3 separate regions of the Sus scrofa genome follow, and all the other regions are linked to region 1. A link is a contact called in public HiChIP or PLAC-seq data. All regions are on one chromosome and are shown on one strand. The core of a region is the stretch at or near the end of the contact, and the rest is flanking DNA. Distances in the headings are between cores, read along the strand shown.

Region 1 (3,941 bases), core at 566-3,065:
AAGGCCTAACCGAGATGCCAGAACAAAAGATGCTAAGATGCACTTGACCGCAGGGGTTTAGAACCACGTCCAAAGCCCATGAGACATCCCCTCAAGGCGGGAAGGAAGCCCAGGCTCTCAATGTGGGCCAGACCTCTCCACTACTCCAGTCAACAGAGGACGGCCGGAGCCTGGACACTGCCACCGGGAGGCTCTCGGTGGCTCCCAGCCGCCTCCCTGCACTCCCGCGGGTCCCTGGGCCAGGCTGTGAGGACACCCCAGCAGCCTGTGGGGACCGAGGCCCCCCGCCAACAGCCATGTGAGGCCCCATCTGGGCAGCCGCTCCTCCAGGCCCAGGGGAGCCTTCAGATGAGACCCCAGCCCCCGAGACAGTTTGCATCCGACTCTGAACCAGGGCCACCCGGCTAGCTGCCCCCAGATCCACACATGCTCAGGTGTGGGACCATCTGTTCCACAGCGTCAGCTGACAGGTGCAGGGAGCACCGCCATGTCCTCCGTGCATCAAGCCTCTCAATCTCTGCTCCCTCCTTCCTGGACGCAGAGACGCCCGACCCTCGGCAAATGCTCTGCACCTTCACCCCCCCACCCCCGTCTCCGAAATGGGCCCCTCTGATGCCGTCGGAGGCCATCAACCACCTGCCTCCCCTTTCTCGCACTTCTGGGGGGACCAGCCACCATCCTTTAAATCCTATCACCTCACAGAGAAAGATGTCCCCAGGCCCCTGTTACAGAGAGAGGACCCCAGGCTTGCGCCCAGGGGCGGACGGGTGGTCGACGGCAGGGCTGGGGTTACCTGAACACGGCACCTGTGTCCTGTTCCCATAGAGCTGGTCGGGGCCCAGACCTAGGCCCATTCTGGGGGTGCAGGAGGGGGGCCTCGCTCTGCTGTGCCCCACAGCCCACACACGTGTGCTGCCGTGAGACGGAGGGTCGGGGGCGAGCAGGGAGGGGAGGCAGGCAGTGAGCTCCTGCACCTCGTGGGGGCCAGCTCCCACAGCCCAGGAGCAGATGTGAGGTCACTACCCAGTGGCCATGTGACAGGCCAGCCAGCTGGCAACCTGGGCAGACATGCTGTTTCCACCAGCTGCCAGCGCTGGGCAGGATGGGAGCGGTACTAGAATAAGGGGGGAGCAGCCACAGGGCAAATCCCGGGTCAGACCCCAGAGCATCACATGTCCCTAAAGGTCACTCGTGGGGTCTTTAGCTGGCAGAGGAAGAGCAATTTTCTTGTTAGCACTTCTACTTTTTTCTTTTCTTTCCTTTTTTTTTTTTTTTTTTTTGGCTATACCTGAGGCATGTGGGAGTTCTCAGTCCAGAGACTGAACCTGCACCACAGCCATGACAACACTGGGTCCTTAACCCACTGCACCACCAGGGAGCTCCCAGCCTATTTACTTCCCTGTGTCCTGGTTTTTCTGTAGTGAACCCGGTTTTTAAAAACGGGGGACCCTCAAAGAGACTTGCCTGCATGAGGCTGGTACAACCAACAGGAGCACAGGGCACCCTGCTGACCAGATGAGGGAGCTGAAGGAACTGGGGTGCCCCTGCTGGACCCCAAATGCTCTCCCGTAACCCCAGCCTTTCCCATGACCAGGGTCCCCACAGGCAGGTCTGCCCTCTGTCCCCTCCCTCCCTGGGCCAGGCGCCACCTGCATGCCACTGTCACACTGCTCCTGGCATCCAGGGATACCCCCACCCTCTCTGAGCCTTCCCTCCCCGCCTTCAAAGCCTGGCACCTGCTGCCGAGGCCCCACCAGAGGCCTGCAACGCCCCACAGACAACCCCTCGGCCCCGGGGGGGTCCCCCAAAGCCAGCGTCCCTGCCGTGGTGTCAGCCGTGGGCTCTGGAGCAGCTTTGAGCAGGAAAGCTGCTCTGCTGATGTCAGGTCACTTAAAATAGAATTCCAAATGAGCAGCTTTGTTAGGGGAGTCTAAAATTAGCATTCCTCCTCAGCAGGCGAGCCCTGGCGGGCTGGGGAGGGGTGGTGGGGGCTGCGGGACCACAGGCAGCCCAGCTGGGGGGACAGCCCCCTCGCACCTGGGATGCAGAAGGACAAAGGCCAAATGCGGGGGACCCAGAGACCCCGCACAGGTCACCGTCGTCGGGGGCCCACACCCACCTCTGTGGCCTCACGCCCCTCACAGGCTCAGCGTCACTCCAGGGCAGGGCTGGGGGACAGTCTGTCCCCCAGCCCTGCCCAGGTAGGCTGGCCCGGCCTCCCCCACAGAGGTGTTCTGCAGAGGCCAGGCAGGTGCCATACGTGACCATGGAGGCCCCAGGGGCGGGGGAGCCTTGAGATGGCCCTGGTAACCTCAGGAAGCTGAGAAGCAGGAGCACTGACGCCCCCCCCCCCCGGCTCCCCCCCCCCCCCCCCGCTTTAGAGAGGTATTTATTAACTTCTGTGCTCCCGGCCATCACTGAGCTCTTGTCTGCATTATCAGCTCATGTAAATTCATTATCCTAACAGCTGGGAACAGGCTTGGCCGGGAGGAGGGCCCGTGATGGATGAGGCCTGGGGGGCTGGGGTGGCGACACGGCTCCCTCTCTGTGGCACCAGCCCCCACACGTGGAGCTCAGGTGGCCTCCTGGGCACCACACGTGCTCAGCCCTGGACAGGCGCCTCCTGCCACCACCATCGCCTGCCTGCTCGACCCCCCAGCAGAAAACAGCAGCCACAGCCAGACACGGGGAGGCGGGAGCCCCTGCCCTGTGCCCGAGGCCGAGGGCAGGGGGAGAGGGAACGCTGCCAGGCCAACGGTACCCACAAACCAACCTGGCCCCTCGTCGCACGGATGCCCACAGTCTAAGAAGCAATGACCTCTGGCCCCAGGACGGCCCAGGGAGGCCCTCGCCTTAACTGTCCATCTACCAAAGTCTGGTGTCCTTCCTGAATCCTGGGTTCTCTTCCCTGCCCAGGCCTCTCACGGCCAGCAGCAGCACAAAGCTTATATAAAAAAAAAAAAAGCGAAGACGACAAATCCACTCCGAAGGGCGCGCCGGGCTGGAGGCACGGCGGACGCTTTTCCAGAACCCGCCCCGTCCGGGGTTCTTCTGAACAGACCCCGATCGATCGGGTCCCCGCTGGCCAAACGCTCCGAACAGCAGGACTTAAGAGGGGGGGCCGGCCGCGCTCCCCCCTCGGCGGCCGGCGGAGGGCGTTATTAATCAGCACGCCGCGGCCTCCCTCCAGCCTCCCGCGGATCCCGTAATTACGGCTTCCTTTCATCCCGCTCTTCCGCGGCTCCAGACCTCAGGCCCGCTCCCTCCATGCTCTGTAATTACAAGCTAATAGCTGAGATGAATTTTCTGCTGGCTCCCGGTTCAAGCACCAATCCGCCCCTTCCCCTGACAGCCCCCCTCCCCCCCGGGTAATTACACCCCACGAGGCCGGGCCCAGCAGGGCCTCACTTTCAGGCCGGCGTGTGCAATCTGGACTTGCATTCTCTAATCACCCCTCTTGGTAATTTTTCATTACCGCAGAAAGAAATGTTTGTGAACAAATACAGGGCGTCCCCCGGCTCGGGGCCTCCGCGCCGCCGCCCCCCAAAAGGGGCGATGCTCCGGCAGCCCTAACAAGGCCGGGGTCACCCGAGCAGAGACCCGGGCAGGCGGCGGCGGTGCGGGGCGCCACGTGATCCCCGGAGCCGGAGCGGCCTCATAATAAATTCATAATTATATTTGCCTCCGGCGTGTTCTGAGCTCACTTGCACGAAGCCGTCTTTCTTGGGGGTGGGGGCGGGGCGAGTCGGGAAGGTCTTTGGTCCGGGATGCCCGGGGTGGCCTGCTTTAGGCCTGGGTGTTCTCTTTCAAGGAAGGTGACACCCCCTCGGGTTGTAGCTTTCTAAGGGGATGGGGGCCTTTGCTTGCCCCCAGAGAGACCCAGACCTGGATGTATCCCCAAGGCCCAGGCCCCAGGGACCAGCAAGCCGAGCCAAGGCCAT
Region 2 (3,941 bases), core at 878-3,377, 210 kb after region 1:
ATGAATGTGTCACTTTACAGAACAAGAGGGACTTTGCAGATATGGTTAGATTCCGGGCCCTGGGATGAGAGCATCCTGGATGACCCAGTGGGTTCAGAGCAGTCGCAAGGGTGCGTGTAAGGGGCAGGCAGGAGGGGGTGTGCTGCCAAAGTGACAGGCTGGCAGGATGCGAGCCTGGGACGCGGGCACCTCTAGAAGCCAGAAGAGAAAACCGATTCTTCCCTGGAGCCTCCAGAAGGAACCAGCCCCGTGACACCTTGATTCTAGCCCCAGGAGACCCACGTCAGATCCCAGACCTCCAGACTGTAAGGTAATGAACTTGGGCTGCTCTCAAGTGCCAAGTTCACGGGACCTGTGACAGCAGCCACAGGAAACTAACATAACTAGGGAAGAAAGCTGTTCCCAGACTCTCAGCACTGACACACAGTAGTCGCTCCATAAATGCGCTTCTCTGCGTATTTGATCCAGGAGTTCTCAGCCCCTCCTCAGAGGCAGTCAAGTTCAAGGGAGAAAAAGGACGGATCCCTTAAGGTGACCTTGAAGTGCCCTTGACCCCACTACCATCACACTATGAAACCTCAGGGAAAAGCAGACAGCCTGTGGCTGCTGGAATTTTATATTTTAGCAAGAATCTCATTTCCTCTTTACCTTCCCCTCGACCGGCCCCTCAGCACCAGCTGACTTAAAACCTGTATGCACTCAACAAACACGGATCAAGCACCACTGGGCCGGGCGCTGGAGAGATAAAGTCAGTGAGCTACGGTCCCTGCTCTCATGGAGAGGGCAGGCATGCTGAGCCCAGGCTGCCTCAGGGCCTTTGCACCTGCTCTTCCCGGAACTCTGCCCAGGACCATCTCCGCAGCAAGGCCTTCTGGGAGCAGCCCGCCTACCGTTGCCACCCTCACCTCTCCGTGATCTCCTGCCCTATTTTGCTTCATGGCCCCTGTCACCACCTGGCATCACACATGCTGCCCAGCACAGTCTCTGGCACATGGTGGGTATTCAGTAAACACTGGTGAACAGGGTACAGACGAGAGCAGCGGGGTAGAGGCAGAGACGGATGTGTGAACAGGCAACCGTGCTGCAGACACAAACAGAGTGGGCTGCTGGGAGGGATCCCCAGTTTTCAGATGCTTCTTGCTCTGAATTAGAAGGTCATGGGTGAGAGGTGGTGTGCCCACAGGGAGGGTCTTTCAGATGATGCTCTTTGAGCCAGCCGGATGCATATGGTACCATGACAGCCAGAGTCCTGCAAGCTCCAGCTTCTGCATGTGCCAGCTTGAATTTGGTCAAGGGGACAGCAGGGTGCTGGGTGGGTGCAGGCTAGGGCCGGGCTGGCAGACAGGTGGGCCCAAGAGCAGCAGCCCTTGCGGGGGTGGTCTCTGCCGGTTCCTGCTCCCAGGGGTCCCTGACACCAGTCCCGAGATACCCGACCCTGAGCCCCGGAACAATCATTTCTCTGGCTCAGCTGATTGCTTCTTTTCTGCCTGAAGTTTTCATCACAAACTTATTTGGAAAGAAATGAGCATGAAGGGCAAACAGACCCGCTGGCCAGCCACTTGGCCGGGTCTAAACAGTTGCTTTTACCTTCATGACTTTTTTTTTTTTTTTTTTTTTTTTTGTCTTTTTGTCTTTTCTAGGGCCACTCCTATGGCATATGGAGATTCCCAGGCTAGGGGTCTAATCAGAGCTATAGCCACTGGCCTACACCACAGCCACAGCAATGCAGGATCCAGGCTGCATCTGTGACCTACACTACAGCTCAAGGCAACACCAGGTCCTTAACCCACTGAGTGAGCCCAGGGATCGAACCTGCAACCTCATGGGTCCTAATTGGGTTCATTAGCCACTGAGCCACAATGGGAACTCCCCTTCGTGCCATTTTGCACGTCACGTGAGTCAGCGCTCAGTTCATTGTACTGAACCACCTGAGTTCTCTTTTCTTTTTCAGGTCATGGAAATCTGAATCAGTCAGAGGAACCAAAGAGTCACACACCAGCCCAGGGGCCAGCTGAAAGCCACCAACCCTGGCAGCGGAGGAGCAGGGTGGGAAGGGGTTTCAGGCCCAGCACGGCGCGTCCCCGCTCCACGCTCAGAGGCTCCCGGGGGAAGAGGAGCTGCCCAGCCAAGAGCCTCCTGGGCTCGCTGAGCTTCTCAGCCTCCTGCCCCGACTTGCAAGCTCTGCGCTCCCCTCTGTTCCAAGAAGTTGCCGAGAAGATAAACACTCACAGGTTGGAGAGAAAACAGACTTGGGGTCCCAGCTTGGCTGGAGACGTACAAGGGAAGGGAGGGCTGATGGGCGCAGGGGGGCCCCGTCAACCGCCCAAAGAGCCTCTCCATCCAGCTGGGAAGCGGGCCGGGGGAGCTGCAGCCAAACCCGGCCCCCGTGCCCTCTGAGCAGCTGCCGCTTGGCCGCGGGCACAGGCGTCCTCCCAGCGCCTGCCGCCAACGCGCGCGGCACCAGCCGCCGCTCCAGACCAGGCGTGCCAAGGTCGACTTAGGCCCGAGCCAAGTACCCAAGTGGAGGCCCTGCCTTCCTGGCCATGGAGACCCAACCCCGCTGGCTGGGAGTCCGTTTGCACACAACAAAGGAGAGACAAAAGCCACGGCGGGGCCAGGGCCAGCTCCCGCATCCCCAGGTGCCTGGCACGGCGCTCAGCAAGGGACGGGAATAGCCTCTCGGACCCACCTGGCGATTGCAGGGGACACCGAGGCCCAGAGAGGGTGTCTGCTTAACACCAAAAGCTCAGACAGAGCAGATCCGAGATTTGAATTGAGGGAGTGCCCGTCCGGAGCCAAAGACTTAGACTCCACACCCAACAAACACTGATTTGATTTAAACACAGAGCTACAAAGGACAAGAGGAGGAAGAAGCCAGAGCAGCCCCAGAACGGACACCGCACATCAGCAACTAACATGGTTCAAGGTCCAGGAAACTCCTACTGCTGTGTCCTCACGGCTCTTGGGTTGCATCTTCCAGGGGTAACCCCCCGCCCCCCAGCTCCAAAAACTCAGCACAGGTCTGAGGGGCTCAGCTTCTGAGAAGCTGCCTGATCCCCAGTGCTGGCAGCTTGACTCTGGGGGCCCCTTCCTGGGAGCGCTGGCTGAGCTACAGCATCTGCAGCAAAGTCCCCCCACATCCGCGGAGCCAGGGAGCCCAGGCAGAGGCTGGTGACGCAGTGGGCAGAGGGCACAGGCAGCTGAGCTGAGCCATCGGCTCTAGGGGATGCACTGTCCCCAGTGGCTTCGCAGCAGCAGACAACGATGTGCACTGAGTGATTGGTAAGGCGAAGCAGCCCCAGGGCATGGGCACGGGCCAGGATGAGGAAGCAGAGAGGGCACACAGAGGCCACCCCAGGCAAAGCCTCAGCCTGGCCCGCAGAGCCCCAGAGGGTAAGCTGGCCTTTTGCTGGCAGCCAGGCCTGGTCCTCACACTCCCACACCTGCCCGAGGATGAGAACTCCCAGCGTTTCTCCCAGAAGGAGCACAGAGGGACCCGGGGAGGGCGTGCAGGTGCAGCAGGACAGACTCAGACCCAGTTCTTGAAGCTCACGGACCAGTGGGTGATCCGTTCGGTGGGCTGGCCGGCCGGGCCAGCGACGGCAAACCCTCCACCATGCCCGGGCCCCCCTGTAGTGGACAGTTGTCACTGCCCAGCTCCTTTCCATCGCCAGTGGGCCTCTTCAGGCCAATGGAAGAATATGGGTCACCTCAAGGCCTCACGGCCAAGGTGGGTGTGTGTCCAGTGGCTTTCTCGTGTTTTCCTCCCCGTCTCTGCTGGTGATGGAATCAGGAAACGCTGGGAGCTATGACCTGGCTGAGCCATGAGCTAAAGGGAAGCTGGGACCCCATGTCACCCAACCAGGAAGCACAGTGGGCTCAGGAGTACCTGCTACAGCAGCCGGCGGTGCTTGTCCTAACACAACTAATTCGTAAGGACG
Region 3 (3,941 bases), core at 798-3,297, 190 kb after region 1:
GTTGGGGCTCAGACTGGCCACACTGAGGGCGTGACTTGACAGGCTCCCGGTCCAGGCAGAGCCGCCAGGCTGGGCTGGGGGCAGCCTGGAGGCCAGGTCTGTCTCTGCCCAGGGGCGACCTCTCAGCCATCAGCGAGCGGGGCTGGGGGGCTACGCGCTGGGATGTGCACCCATGAGGGTGGGGGCCTCGGCTGTCCGCTGACAGGTGCAGTCCCTGTGCCCGGGGTGCTTGGCCCACGGCGGGTGCTCAGCAAACACGCACGATGACAATTCTCAATGCGACTGTTACCTCCACTGTACAGACGAGGAAACTATCCAGGGGCTCGAAAAAGCCTGCGGGATTGCGGGCAGGGAAGTCCGGAGCGGGGACAAGCCGTATGCATCACCATTTCTCCCCGAGGCTGGGTGGCTGGGTGGCTCTCCTATTCCTTGTGTTTCTCTGAATGCATCACATACGCACAGTGAGACACAATAAAGTCCCTGCAGTCCCTGTGGACAGAACCCCTCAAAGAAGCTGGCCCTGGAGCTCCCGCTGTGGCTCAGTGGTTAACAAACCCAACTAGTATCCAAGAGGATGCGGGTTCGATCCCTGGCCTTGCTCAGCAGATTAAGGATCCGACGTTGCCACAAGCCGTGGTGTAGGTCACAGATGTGGCTCGGATCTGGCGTTGCTGTGGCTGTGGGGTAGGCTGGCAGCTGCAGCTCTGATCGGACCCCTAGCCTGGGACTTGTCACATGGTGCAGGTATGGCCCGAAACCGCCCCCCTCCCCAAAAAAAGAAGCTGGTCTTTCCAAGGGTGCGTGGGGTCCTGCTGGGGTTGGGGGCAGCCAGATGCTACTCTGAAGGCTCCCCAGGGCACCACACACACGCATGCACAGACCCACGCAATGCACACCCACCTGCACTTGTGTATTTATTACTCCAGTCAGATGGTACACACTGACATACGTGGACACACAATGCAAATACACACTGGCGTGTATGCACACAGCAGTGCACACCACCACCAGGTAGGCATGAAAGCACACACTCACACACGCACACGGACGTTACACACCATGTGAGGATGCATACATGCCACAATCGCACGTATGTCCACACGTGCACACAGCCCCACCCACCTAAACAGGCACCCACATCCCCACACACCTCCACACACATTCCCCGGGGCAGGATCAAGTGACCAGAAAGGGACAACTGTCCACTGGCCCAGGAACCCGGGACTGGCTGTGAGCTCTGGGTTCCCCCGTGAGCTCTGCTGCCACAGTTTCAGGAAGCTCAGCCTCTCAATTCGAGCCTATTGCTACAGCCGGGGACGCTGAGGTGTGTCCCCATTTTTACAGCTGGGACGCTGAGGTGCCAGGTCCCGCAGCGATCTGCCTGAGAGGACAGGATCCGGTATTTGTTTAGTGGCTTTAGACCCGGAAGCCTTGACGGGCGGCGCCTTGATCCAGTCTTGCCACGGCCGCAGGTGGCAGACGTGGCCCCACGCTACAGACACAACAGAAGGTACAATGATGTTTGCAAAGACAGACGGGACGGGACGCCGTGGAGTGGAGGCTATTATCAGGCCCATTTTGCAGAAGTGAACACCAAGGGGTGGAGAGGTGACACCACTTGGCTGGGTCTGAACCCCAGAGACTTTGGGATGCAGAGCGAGAGGCGTCTACTGGGCAGCAGAGAATCACCTGGAAGCCCTGAAAATGCACCACGGCCTGGAACCCCTACCCTGAGAGTCCGACTTAAGTGGTCTGTGCGGTGGAGGGTGGGCCTCAGGACTTTGGAAAAGCAGGGCCAAGGGCAGGCCCCAGCTTTTCGGCGCTCATCTGCTTCTGGAATCCTCTTGCCTCCCTCTGCGAGGGCTCCCAGGGGAGACGCCTGAGTTGAAATCAGACTGCAGGTGGGGCCCCCTTCCCACGTCATTTCAATCCCTGAGGCCAGCAGGTCCCCAGAGAAGCAGTTGGGAAGACGACCAAGGTGTGAGGCTGGCGGGTGTCCTTGAGCGGGGCCAGATGGCCGCTCCCACGGCAGGTGGTGCCGCCCGCGCTGCCAGAAGCTCCAGGGAGGCCCGGGGCTGAGTCAGAAACCTAGGCTCCCTGCCCGGAAGGTGACTTTGGAACCTTGTGAATTCGGATGTGACAGCTCCAGAAGCTGGGAGGAGCCCTCGGCTACAGAATCAGCCCCTCCCCAAGCCTTGGTCACCAAGGACCACGTGCTCCGGGGCAGGGACAGCGCAAGGGGACCCCAATGCCATGCACCTGCCTGCGGTGGGGGAGGGGGAGCACAGTACCTGCACCAGGGGTGGGCACAGAGGGGTGTGTGTGTCTATGAAGGCGGAGGGCCAGGGGTCTCCAGCCAGTGGGCTGTGCTGTGTGACCCTGGATCCAGCACTCTGCCTCTCTCAGCTGTGTTTACGTCCCCATTTGGGAAAAGGGGAAAGAAACCTCCCTTTGCCGGCAGCTGAGGTCTTTGAACCCCGGCCCTGTGAGAGCGAAACCAAGCCTCACTTCCTCCCTGCCTCCCGGGCCAGACTTGGGGGATCAGGACCGAGGGGGGGCCCAGGGAGTGTTGTCGTCTCCCCCTTTGCACCCCCTGATTCCCCCGTCATCGCTGGGGGGGGGGCTTTCTCCCATCTTTTGATTTCCTGTTCCCCACGCCCTCTCTTTCTCTGTCTCCCTTGCCAGATGGTCCCAAGCCTGGTGGGGTCACAGGCTCTCCGGAGAGGGCACTCCCCGCCCCAGACAGGAAACAGCAGCCTCCTGGGGGGCCCCCAGCGCTAAGGCCTTCCAGATGCGGCCTCTTCTGACGCACCCCTGGTTCGCGTCCCGGCAGGACCGTGACTTCCAAGGGGTCCCCGTGCTGCTCCGGCGGCCCCTGGACGTTCAGTCTGACCCGGGGAGACCTTGGACGTGGCCCGGATGCCCTGGAGCGCGCAGAGCCGCCCCCTTTCCAAGTTGGGGAAAGGAAGGCGCCGTGGGGCCTGGGCCAACTGATTTCCTGCGCTGGCGCCTGGCGGTGGGCAGCCCGCCTTTGGCAGCGGCTTGGCATCAGAAGGCGCTGGCAGACCGCAGAAGTGGAGGGGGCCGGCGGGGCGGCTCCCACACGTCCAGTTCGCCCAGGCACCCAGGACAGCGGCGCCTCCCACCTCGTCCTGAAAGTGGGTGCCGGGGGTGGGGAGTGTTTTGCATCCTGGTTGCTATGCATCGGCTCTATCCTGGAGTTCAAGCCGGGACCTGTCTCCCTCCGTGAGAGCCTGTGGCCGAATATTTCCTGTCTCTTAAAACAAGGTTCACCCGCCCTCTCCCAAGTCGCTGGCCCCCCACTGCCCGAGCTGGCATGGAAGAGGCCCCGCTCTAGCCACCCCTCCCTCATCGCCCAGGGGCCTGGGGGAGGCTGGCAGCTGCAGGGAGGTTTCCCTCCCACCTTCTTCTCATGGGATCTGAGTGGGTTTTGCGACAAGGAGTGAGCCAGCAGGGCAGCCTGAGGCTGGGAACAGGCCGCCTGGGTCTGCAAGGATGCTCTCCACGGCCCTATTAACATCTGAGAGAACATTCTAGAGGAAGGAAGCTGGGGGGTGGGGTGGGGAACCCTGAGCACCTCGGAGCTCAGCAGACACACGGAGCCTGGGGACCGCCGGCCAGCCCTTGGGGCCCCGGGCCGGGGGTCTCAAACGCCGTCTGGGGTGGCCCCCACCCCCCATCCCGTAGGACACCGCAGCCTCCCGTCTGCGGAGCCTGGGCGGTTGCGGTTTTCCTCTCTCGCCCGATCTATTCTGGGCTGGCTCTGCTCGGGGCGGGCTGGGAAAGGGCTGAGGCCAGGGCAGGGCGGCAGCGGGGCCGCAGGAAGCCGGGAGGAGGCTGGCAGGCTGACTGAGGGGCTGCTCCGGGCAGGCCCCTGGGGAGCGTGGGCAGGGAGGGCGCGCATATGAAGGGAGAGTCCA

Evidence for each region. HiChIP or PLAC-seq counts read pairs in DNA pulled down with a chosen protein or histone mark.
Region 2: an H3K27ac HiChIP or PLAC-seq map of skeletal muscle shows a contact between it and region 1, with 4 times the contacts expected there. The contact joins two enhancer-like sites. A contact is called at or near these places in 1 of 47 Hi-C or Micro-C datasets (embryonic fibroblasts) and 1 of 2 datasets of contacts at active chromatin or transcription factors (skeletal muscle).
Region 3: a contact with region 1 is called in an H3K27ac HiChIP or PLAC-seq map of skeletal muscle. The contact joins two enhancer-like sites. A contact is called at or near these places in 1 of 5 promoter capture datasets (liver), 3 of 47 Hi-C or Micro-C datasets (fetal liver, liver and skeletal muscle) and 1 of 2 datasets of contacts at active chromatin or transcription factors (skeletal muscle).

What each region holds. Positions count from the first base shown.
Region 1 is chr6:3,282,421-3,286,361 of Sscrofa11.1, forward strand. The region is part of intron 2 of GSE1 (genetic suppressor element 1); the gene reads right to left. Among named protein-coding and RNA genes, the nearest start is that of GINS2, 66 kb to the left of the region's middle. Within about 2 kb of position 1,816, at least 12 of the 83 cell types and tissues checked have an H3K27ac peak or open chromatin away from gene starts, as enhancers often do. A contact at or near this core is called in skeletal muscle, where this site is marked.
Region 2 is chr6:3,495,549-3,499,489 of Sscrofa11.1, forward strand. The region is part of intron 2 of GSE1 (genetic suppressor element 1); the gene reads right to left. Among named protein-coding and RNA genes, the nearest start is that of GSE1, 160 kb to the right of the region's middle. Within about 2 kb of position 2,128, at least 4 of the 83 cell types and tissues checked have an H3K27ac peak or open chromatin away from gene starts, as enhancers often do. A contact at or near this core is called in skeletal muscle, where this site is marked.
Region 3 is chr6:3,467,949-3,471,889 of Sscrofa11.1, forward strand. All of the region lies in intron 2 of GSE1 (genetic suppressor element 1), which reads right to left. Among named protein-coding and RNA genes, the nearest start is that of GSE1, 190 kb to the right of the region's middle. Within about 2 kb of position 2,048, at least 17 of the 83 cell types and tissues checked have an H3K27ac peak or open chromatin away from gene starts, as enhancers often do. A contact at or near this core is called in skeletal muscle, where this site is marked.